Regions from separate parts of the Sus scrofa genome. Here region 2 is linked to region 1. A link is a contact called in public Hi-C data. All regions are on one chromosome and are shown on one strand. Each heading gives the region's core, a stretch centred on a gene start, on an enhancer-like site or on the middle of the called end of the contact. The rest is flanking DNA. Distances are from core to core; before and after follow the strand shown.

Region 1 (4,304 bases), core at 1,276-3,775:
CTGTTATTTTTCTTCCAGTCATCTCTGATAATTCTTTTACTTTATACTGACAATGTGGCAAAATCAGAGGACACTTTTTTTTTTTATCGTTTTTGGGCCACACTTGCAGCATATGAGGTTCCCAGGCTAGGGGTCAAATTGCAGCCATAGGCACCAGCCTACGCCAGAGCCACAGCAACATGGGATCTTTAACCCACTGAGCGAGGCCAGGGATCAAACCTGGGTCTTCATGGATGCCAGTCAGATTTGTTTCCACTGAGCCGTGATGGGAACTCTGCAGAGGACACATATTTTAGATGCATGTGCTTTATGACTGTTTGGGGTGCAAATTAAATGTAAGAGGGCAAACCCCAAATACCAAGTGTGTGGCCAAATTACAGAGGTTTGTGCATCCATAGGGAGAGGCAGATATAGGGATTCTAATTAGGAAAATTACATCTATATACCTCTATCTATATCTTTATAGTCTCTGGGGTCCCAGAGGTTCATACATAATGTTAAGCCTCTTTGGAAGTTTTTGTTTGTTTGTTTTGTCTTCTTAGGGCCACACCCGCAGCATGTGGAGGTTCCCAGGCTAGAGGTCTAATCAGAGCTGTAGCTGCCGGCCTACACCACAGCCACAGCAATGCCAGATCCGAACCATGTTTGCAACCAACAACACAGTTCACGGCAGTGCCAGATCCTCAACCCACTGAGCGAGGCCAGGATCAAACCGGCAACCTCTTGGTTCCTAGTTGGATTCATTTCCGCTGCACCACAATGGAACTCCAGAAGTTCTTCGTATTGACTTTTAACTTGAAATTCCAAATAATTTTTGCAATTCAGTTCCAAGTGATTCTGTAAAATGTCTGCTTTCACGTTAATTTTCAGAGTTCAGGAATCGTGGATGTGTACTATTGATTCAGTTCCCAAATTCTGGTATTTGTCTCAATAGAAAAAAAATGCATAAGAAACTCCAGATTCAAAAGTGCCCAATAGTTAGCTCAGAGCATGCCAAAGTTGTCAAATGATATTACAGTTATATTCTTTAAAGCGCTTGAAAAAAGCTGGATAACATTGTGTAAAAAGCTGGATTTTATGGCTCTATCTGTGCCAAAGAGATTGTCCAACAGAAAGCACCCTGGTAAGCCTAATTATTACTCCACATATGGTACGTGGCATTATAAGCTCTTTTGAGGTTTTTGGAAAGGGAGAGCTATGATTGACAACCACAGCAGGGCGTGCTGAAGATTTTTAACTCCATCTCCTAACAATCCCATATTGGCAGGGCTAAGACAGAAAATGCTGTTTCAGTAATCATTCTCTCGTGCATTTATTTTCAGGGCAAATAATTTTGTTAAAACTTACAGGGTAGAGTGGAGAAGGAAGTGATATAAAAATAGTACATATATTCAGTAATGATTGTTCTTCACAATATGGCAATTTATAAGAGCAGCTTTCATCTCTCACTTTAAAATCACAGCAGCCTTTGTGATACCTTATTTAGGGAATAACGTAGAATCTGTTTTGGAGTACAATTTAAGGTAAATGTTAAGAAAACATTTTGATTAGTATGTGTGGGTGGTTGCACTAAGAAAATATGTTGGGAGAATGAACTCAGAGAAACCTGGAAGCAATCAGTCATGTATCAGATTTGCTTCTATGCTTTAATTGCTTATGTTTGAGAAGCATCTCAGAGAGAAAAGAGGACATGTAAGGAAGAGGGTTGTTTTATACTTATGGTTTCAATAGGTCAATCCAATGCGAACTATTTCTAAGTCAAATTTGTAGATATCTCAACATGGCTTAAAACAAAATTCTGACATCCCCTGACCTCCATCTCTGAAGCATTTTAAAGGTCATCTTCATCTGTTTAGTTGCAGAATCTTATGCTTAGCAGTCATTGTACCAGTGGAGGGCACACCCAGAATGTTCAAGACCAGGACATGTGAAAGGTGTTTGCACATATTAAACAGTAATTATGATTACACCAAGCTGTGTAGGATTTCAAAAGCCTTTGACTGTCCAAGTCCAGGAAACTTAGTAAATTCCTGGCAACACTTCTTCCTTGTTTTTGATAAAATAAATAATCCTCTTCTCTAGCAAAACAAAGGGATATTCTTCTCTAGTGTTTTATTCTAAATATTAAAAACAGAACACTACTTGAAATTAAGGACTATCTTATCTTACAGTTAAGGGCAGAGTAACTGGGTGCAAACAATTAATAGTCCCAGTAGATCTCTAGCCATGATCAAGGCGAAAAGAAAGTCCTGACATCAGGATTCGAGATAGCATTTTGTTCTTTTGTGGTTATTTCAAAGATTATTTTAAAACAAAATCAGGTATAGTTTATTACTGTCATTTAAAAGATGAGGAAAACCAAACCCGGATTTTAATTCAGCTTTTACTTACATTTTTAAGTTGAAGTTGGATTAACTCTTTGGAGATATGACATCATAATAAGGTTAAAATAATATTTACCACTTCATTTTTCCCTCTGAAAGTGGAGTAGTTAATGTTCTTGGTCTCTGCTGCTATTGCTGTTTTCTCCAAAAGGTGGCAGTTGTGTACTCCTTTTCTTTCTCAGGGTGCAGAGAACCAGGGGAGCCAGAGGGACCGGAATGAATTTTCAGAATTGTTTTCCTTTAACAAATTCCGAGCAGCCACGTCAGAAATCTGCATTTCTGCAACTGCAGCTACTTTACTCTCTTAACCCTTCAAATGAGAATTAGGCTGATTTTGAGAAGAAAAACAGGCTTCTCATCTCAGTTTGCTTTAAACTTTGGAGTTGTTCATCCCAAGTTTATTTTATAACGGTCTTCTTCCCTTCTGATCTTTGAATCAAGTTCTAATTCTTTTTTTTTTTTTTTTTTTTTTTAGATAACCTTGATCCATTTGAAGTTATCCTTCTTAATTAGAATGCATAAGCTACACAGGAGTATGTCTGGACTCCATCTAAACAAACCTTTCTGACAACATAAATCCAGAAGGATAAATCATTCAAACTGGAGAAATCTTTTGAGCTGTGAAAAGGCAAGAAAGAGAGGGACAGAAGGAAAGGAAAACATTTTGGAGAGATTCTGATGATGAGACAGGAATTAGATGAGACAAATTAAACTAAGTTGCTCCCAATTCCTACAGCTAAAAAGAGCTTTAAATATGATATAATGGTGTCCAGCCACTTCATTTTATAGATGAGGAAACTGAGTCCCAGAAAGCTAAAGAATGTCTTCAATGGAATGCAACCAAGTTCTTTTTCTACTTATGGTGAAAGAATGCAATGATCTGTCAAAGAGATGCGTTACGTCACAAGTTGTAGGAAACAAGATTTCAGATAGTTTTGAAAACTGAGGTCTGTTTAACCATAATTCCTTTTTTCACGTACATATTGAGTCACTATGCTGTCTTAGAAACCTCTGCTTCACATAGGAATATGGTCATTCATTAACCATGTAAGTTATTAGATTTGTGCTCAATACAGTAGCCACTAGCCACATGTGACTAATTGAATTTTAAATTAATGAAAATTAAATAAAATGTAAAATTTAGTTCCTCAGTTACACTAGCCACATTTCAAGCTACATGTGGCAAATGGCAATTATACAGGGCAGGGTACACAGAATTTCCATCATTGCTGAAAGTTCTCTCGGATTGTTCTCGTATAGATAGATCATCAACTGTAAAGAGTATGAGAAGAGTACAGCACATAATGTGATGCGGTATCCAGTGTGTAGTGCCTAAAAGCATTGTTCATAATTTATGTAGGTTTATAAGCAAATTTACAACCAACTTTGGCAAATTAGCAGGTTTATGTCTTCTTAAACCTTCTGTCCCTCCCCTTTTCACTGTACTTTTGTCTTCTCTAATATTCTTCACTTTTGAGTGTTCAGTAAATCTTTGTGAGTACCCTATTTATTCCCTCTTGGGTGCACTGCTTGATTACATTTCACACTGTCGATTGAATACCTACTGTGTGACAAACATTGCAGTAGATAACTAAAAAGAGAGAATTAGACACTCTGTGATAGTGAATTAGGCAGGAGGAAAACATGTTTCCAGAATCCATTCAGGACAGAAAATGAGCTCTTCTCATTATTTGAATTAGCAAAAGCAAGTATTATTAACATGATTATGTAGACTAAGAGATGGGAGATTATAATGAGGGGTTTAGTGACTTGCTCAGAATAACACAGGTGATATAAAGGCATCCTCAGGCTGGAATCCAAGTCTTTTTACGCCAGGTTCAGTGCTTTTTCTAATCTGCTACCCCACTCAGAGTAGACATTGGATTATGCCAAATTCCTAATTTCTGACATCTGCCAATG
Region 2 (4,304 bases), core at 934-3,433, 190 kb after region 1:
TATAAGGAACCAGTTCATTCTCCCTCAGAGAGTGAGTGAGCAAGAGGGCATATTGCTTGTTTTCAATCCTTCCAGCTATAGCAGGGGCCCCAATAAAGCCTTGCCTGAGTTTCTTGCCTTGCCTCTTATCAATTTCTATTGATTAAGGAGGATAAGAACCCTGAACAGTAACACATTCACCAGGATAGAAAGCTCAGACCTCACCCAGAAGGTCTAAAGTGTGCACTTGGAGTGTGGATGAATGTGAGTGTGTGATGTACAAAGAAAGAAACAATTGCTTAATTTTTTACCTTTTCAAAACTACTACTTAGTTAATATTTCAATCTTTTCTCAACTGATAGTAATAGTGCCCATAAAAGATTTCAAACTGATCAACTATCTTGTCTCAGCTCCATCCTGTCCACCCTCTTTCCAGTGGGTGAAGGTGTGCAGGATTTGTTCTTCCATTTACTTGTTAGGTGACTTTTAGTGAATCATTTAGACTTTGTGAGTTTCTATTTTTACATCTTTGAAAATGTGATAATAATTCTTATATGGGTTTTAAAGCATGGAATTTAAACTTAGAAATATGTGAAAATTCTGAAAATAAAGCATGGAATAACGTAGATACATTGTAAATATTAATTTAAACTATTTCTAATAGACCCAAGAAATATGCCTTAAAATGTGCAACATTATCCAATGATTGGTCTCACAGAACTAATTTTATAGAAAAAAGTATATATGGACAATATTAGGTTCACAATGAGCTAATCCACTTAATGCATTTAAAACTTTATTATAGACACCACAATACACTGATTGCTTCATAAAGAAAAATCTTTGGAGTAGATAGCTGGAATTTTTCAAACAAAATCTCAGATTATAGTTTCTGACATACTTAAAACTTGATGCTTAGCATTGTTTTTGCTATCTTTTTTTACAATGAGATACTGAATTATGTGTGATGACTTTTTCCCTTGATTTCTTCTAAGTTTTTTTAATGTCCTCTATTATAAAACCGAGGCCTTTATAAAATTTTCTTAAAACACTTATTATGAATCACCTTATAATTCTATGAGTTACTTTCAGGATTATCTTTTGTTTTTTAACATTTCTCTTACAAAAATGAAGCATTTATTCTAACATTAATTTTTCAGGCAAATACATTAGTGATCATGAAGATTAAATAACTTTCAGCAGGTCTGAGAGCTAAAAAAAGGGACATATTTAAGTTCTTTTAAATGGGAAAAACTTATAATGGGGCAACTGAAAGTATCTTATTCTAAGATTTCTTACTTATAAACATGAGGAAATGAAAGTTTGGAGGGAAAAATTCCTATAAATAAAGCTGATACAATTGCAAAATGAAATAGACAAGGAATTGAGTAGATCTCATTTTCTAGAAGTATGCATCAGGAAATGATAAGGAAAGATACATCAAACCAGGCCTTTGGGAGATTACAACTTTACATAACTTTTAGTTTTGAAAAAAACAAAATATATTGCTAGCATGCAAGGACAGAGTACTGTGTGAAAAATGATTATTTTGTGATATTTTTAGTATACTTTTTTTTTCATGTTCTTTTATGTTTTTTGGCAGCAAGCTATAGAATTCTATCCCCAAGTAAGGGTTTTGGATGAATTCCTAAATTAAATCCACAAAATAAGAAACAGGCAGAATATTACTGATTGGTTCCAGATCTGATCAGCATAAAACGAGCTTGCTTTAACATAAGTAAACTGGAAATGTTGCTATTTAGTCCTTTGTATCAGAATATATATAAATGAAGCATTTCAATATTTTAGAAATCAATGTAAGTTTCCCTCTTGGTCAAAAATTAAGCTAGTCCAAATACATCAACATAGATTTCAAGAGTAATGAGAAAAAGGATTCAAATCCTCTGGGCCTGCTCATTTGCATTTTCCTGAAATTGTTTATTCTGTTGATTTATGAGACTTTTAGATGAACAGGCTAGTTGGCTGAGAGAATTTCACTGAATTGTTGCCACAGCTAGAGAAGGAAAGGGCTTTGTAAGAGAAATGTTCTCACTGTAGATGCCTCATTTGCAGCAGGACTCAATTTGGGGTTAAAAGCTATGGTATTTGGGCTAGTTCCAGACACATGTATCTCTCCCTTATTCCATAGGGAGGGAGCTGGGCTGTCCTTGCTCACCAAGTCCACCTGCACTTCGTTAGAGAGCAGTGTTGGCATGCCACACCGCAAGATCCCCACAATGACATAACTCCATTCAGAGACTGGCGTGACTGGGCTGGGTTTCCCCCCCCCCCCTCAGCTCTTGTATCACTGAAGAATCTGGCAGCCAGTTCCGTCCTGACAGAGTTTACAGCATATATTGGTGGATTCTTGTCCATAGTGCATCTGCTTTAAGAATTAACGAAAGCAGTGTCAAGACAGTAAGGTAAGTGCTGTTTTAACTATAGCACTGGGGATGCTGACTGTTTGGGACAGTGTTATTGTAACAGGAACAGAAAAAAATTCCAGAGCAACTTTGCCAATTTCTATTCCACAGCAAATCCACAGTTTTGAGCATTTACTTCCACGTTGTGCTTAATAGACTTTCCATGATTTATGGATTTGAGATACATTTCATACAGTTATATACTGGGTTGCTTAGCAAAGGAAGTGATAGAAGTTTCAAGGTTGGACTGAGAAAAGTAGACATAATGAAAAAGTATGGCATTTAAGATGTTTGCTATTTTATGCTAATTAGTTATATATGTGAGTATTGTTAGTACCTAACTTTGGAGCAGAGAAAGGCCATTTCAATCAGTAATGAAAATATTTTGCAACAAGTATGTTGTTATAATTTGTTACAGTTTGCCATAAACATTTGATGCTGTTATAAAATGTGAGCCAAAGGATTTAGACATTTATGGGTTACTTATTTCCTTTTTGTTAATTGTAAAGATTTGGGTTTTGGATGTGTGTGGAGAAACAGAAATATGTTTTAAAGAAATTCTGGGAACCATGCTTTACTTTTTGGGAAAAAAAAATATTTCCTTCATAGCCAGAGGTATTTGAAAAAAACTAAGGGAAAGTAAAGTATGTTTTTGCTTCATAGTGGAGTCATTATATGGGTACAAACTCTCTTTGAATTCAGAGCCCTTGTTTTGACTCCACCAAAAAATATGTAAGCATTTTTTCATTACAATTCAATACACATTACTGTTACCATGTCTGTTTTAGTGTATACTTAATTAAAATAAGGAGGAAACATTAATGAAGTAAGACAAATCTTTACAACATTAATGTACTATGACTTAGAAAGAATACTTACATTAGCCTGATACAATTGTTCTCATGGCCAAGTCCTGTCAGCTAAGTTAAATGGCTCCATCATAATCTTAGGGAATAATTTACTAAGCATCTGGCTACAGGCTACATCGTGTCAGTTATCAGAGTGATTCTCACAACCTTTTTGAGGGTTTGATCTGCTAAAATAAAGGGCTTTATGATTCTAAGTTAAAGCAAAGATGTTTAAAATGCCTGATAGTAGACAGTTCTGCTTATCCCAAACTATCCAGACACAAAACCTTCTACCATGTTTCTCACAGGAAGAGATTTTATTTTATCTATTGGAATGTGGATCCTGCTCTTCATGAACAGTTTCTCTCCCAGAATTACCAACTTCTCAGCTATGACATTCTACGAATGTCTAACTCCTACATCCTATTTCCCTGGACATAAATTGCTGACCCTGCACTTCCCTAAGCAAGGGAAATGCACTGCATTGAACCTCACCTTAGAAACAGGTTCGTGTGAGAACAGTTACAAACTGTTTTCAATTTATTCTTCATTTTATCCTTTTGTGCAGGGCTCTTCACTTCACTATTTAAAACAGATTTCCCTCAGTTCCCACATCGCTCCCACTTCCGCTCTGTGACAGCACTGAAATCCAGATAAGCGAACCCTGCATTCTTAAATTCTGAACAAGGTAGACAGTGTGGGAGTTATTGAGGGAAAGGAAAACTTTCATTCAAAACTTTGAAAAGAATGTTGTTCTCTACCACTTGGAGCTCTTTCTAGGTTCAAAAATGTGACGTTTCCTTGATTAATAAACATTAGCTTTACTAAAAGTCATATACTAAATATTAACTTTGGAACACCATTTTGTAATGTGCCTAGAAGTACAGAACGTTTAACAAAAGTTGAAATAAAAACCCCCCCCCCCCCCGCCAAGAATTCTGTTCCCCTTCCTCAGAACCAGCAACAATAAAGACATTTTTAAAGGACTCTGCCACTCCCCCCAACCCCCTCACCAGCAGGCACAAAGGAACAGCTTTTCCTCCAGAGGAAATCA

What was found. Hi-C and Micro-C count contacts between places; a contact is called where the count stands out from the background.
Region 2: a contact with region 1 is called in a Hi-C map of embryonic fibroblasts, with 2.8 times the contacts expected there. The contact joins the promoter of LUM here to the enhancer-like site in region 1. A contact is called at or near these places in 1 of 5 promoter capture datasets (skeletal muscle), 6 of 47 Hi-C or Micro-C datasets (embryonic fibroblasts, heart right ventricle, mesenteric adipose tissue and 3 more) and 1 of 2 datasets of contacts at active chromatin or transcription factors (skeletal muscle).

Annotation. Positions count from the first base shown.
Region 1 is chr5:91,556,171-91,560,474 of Sscrofa11.1, forward strand. LOC102159901 (a long non-coding RNA gene) reads left to right here. Exons shown (of 5, transcript XR_002344335.1): 5 at 2,860-4,304. Among named protein-coding and RNA genes, the nearest start is that of DCN, 120 kb to the right of the region's middle. Within about 2 kb of position 2,526, at least 14 of the 83 cell types and tissues checked have an H3K27ac peak or open chromatin away from gene starts, as enhancers often do. A contact at or near this core is called in embryonic fibroblasts, where this site is marked.
Region 2 is chr5:91,746,688-91,750,991 of Sscrofa11.1, forward strand. It overlaps LUM (lumican), which reads left to right and starts at 2,184. Exons shown (of 3, transcript NM_001243339.1): 1 at 2,184-2,402.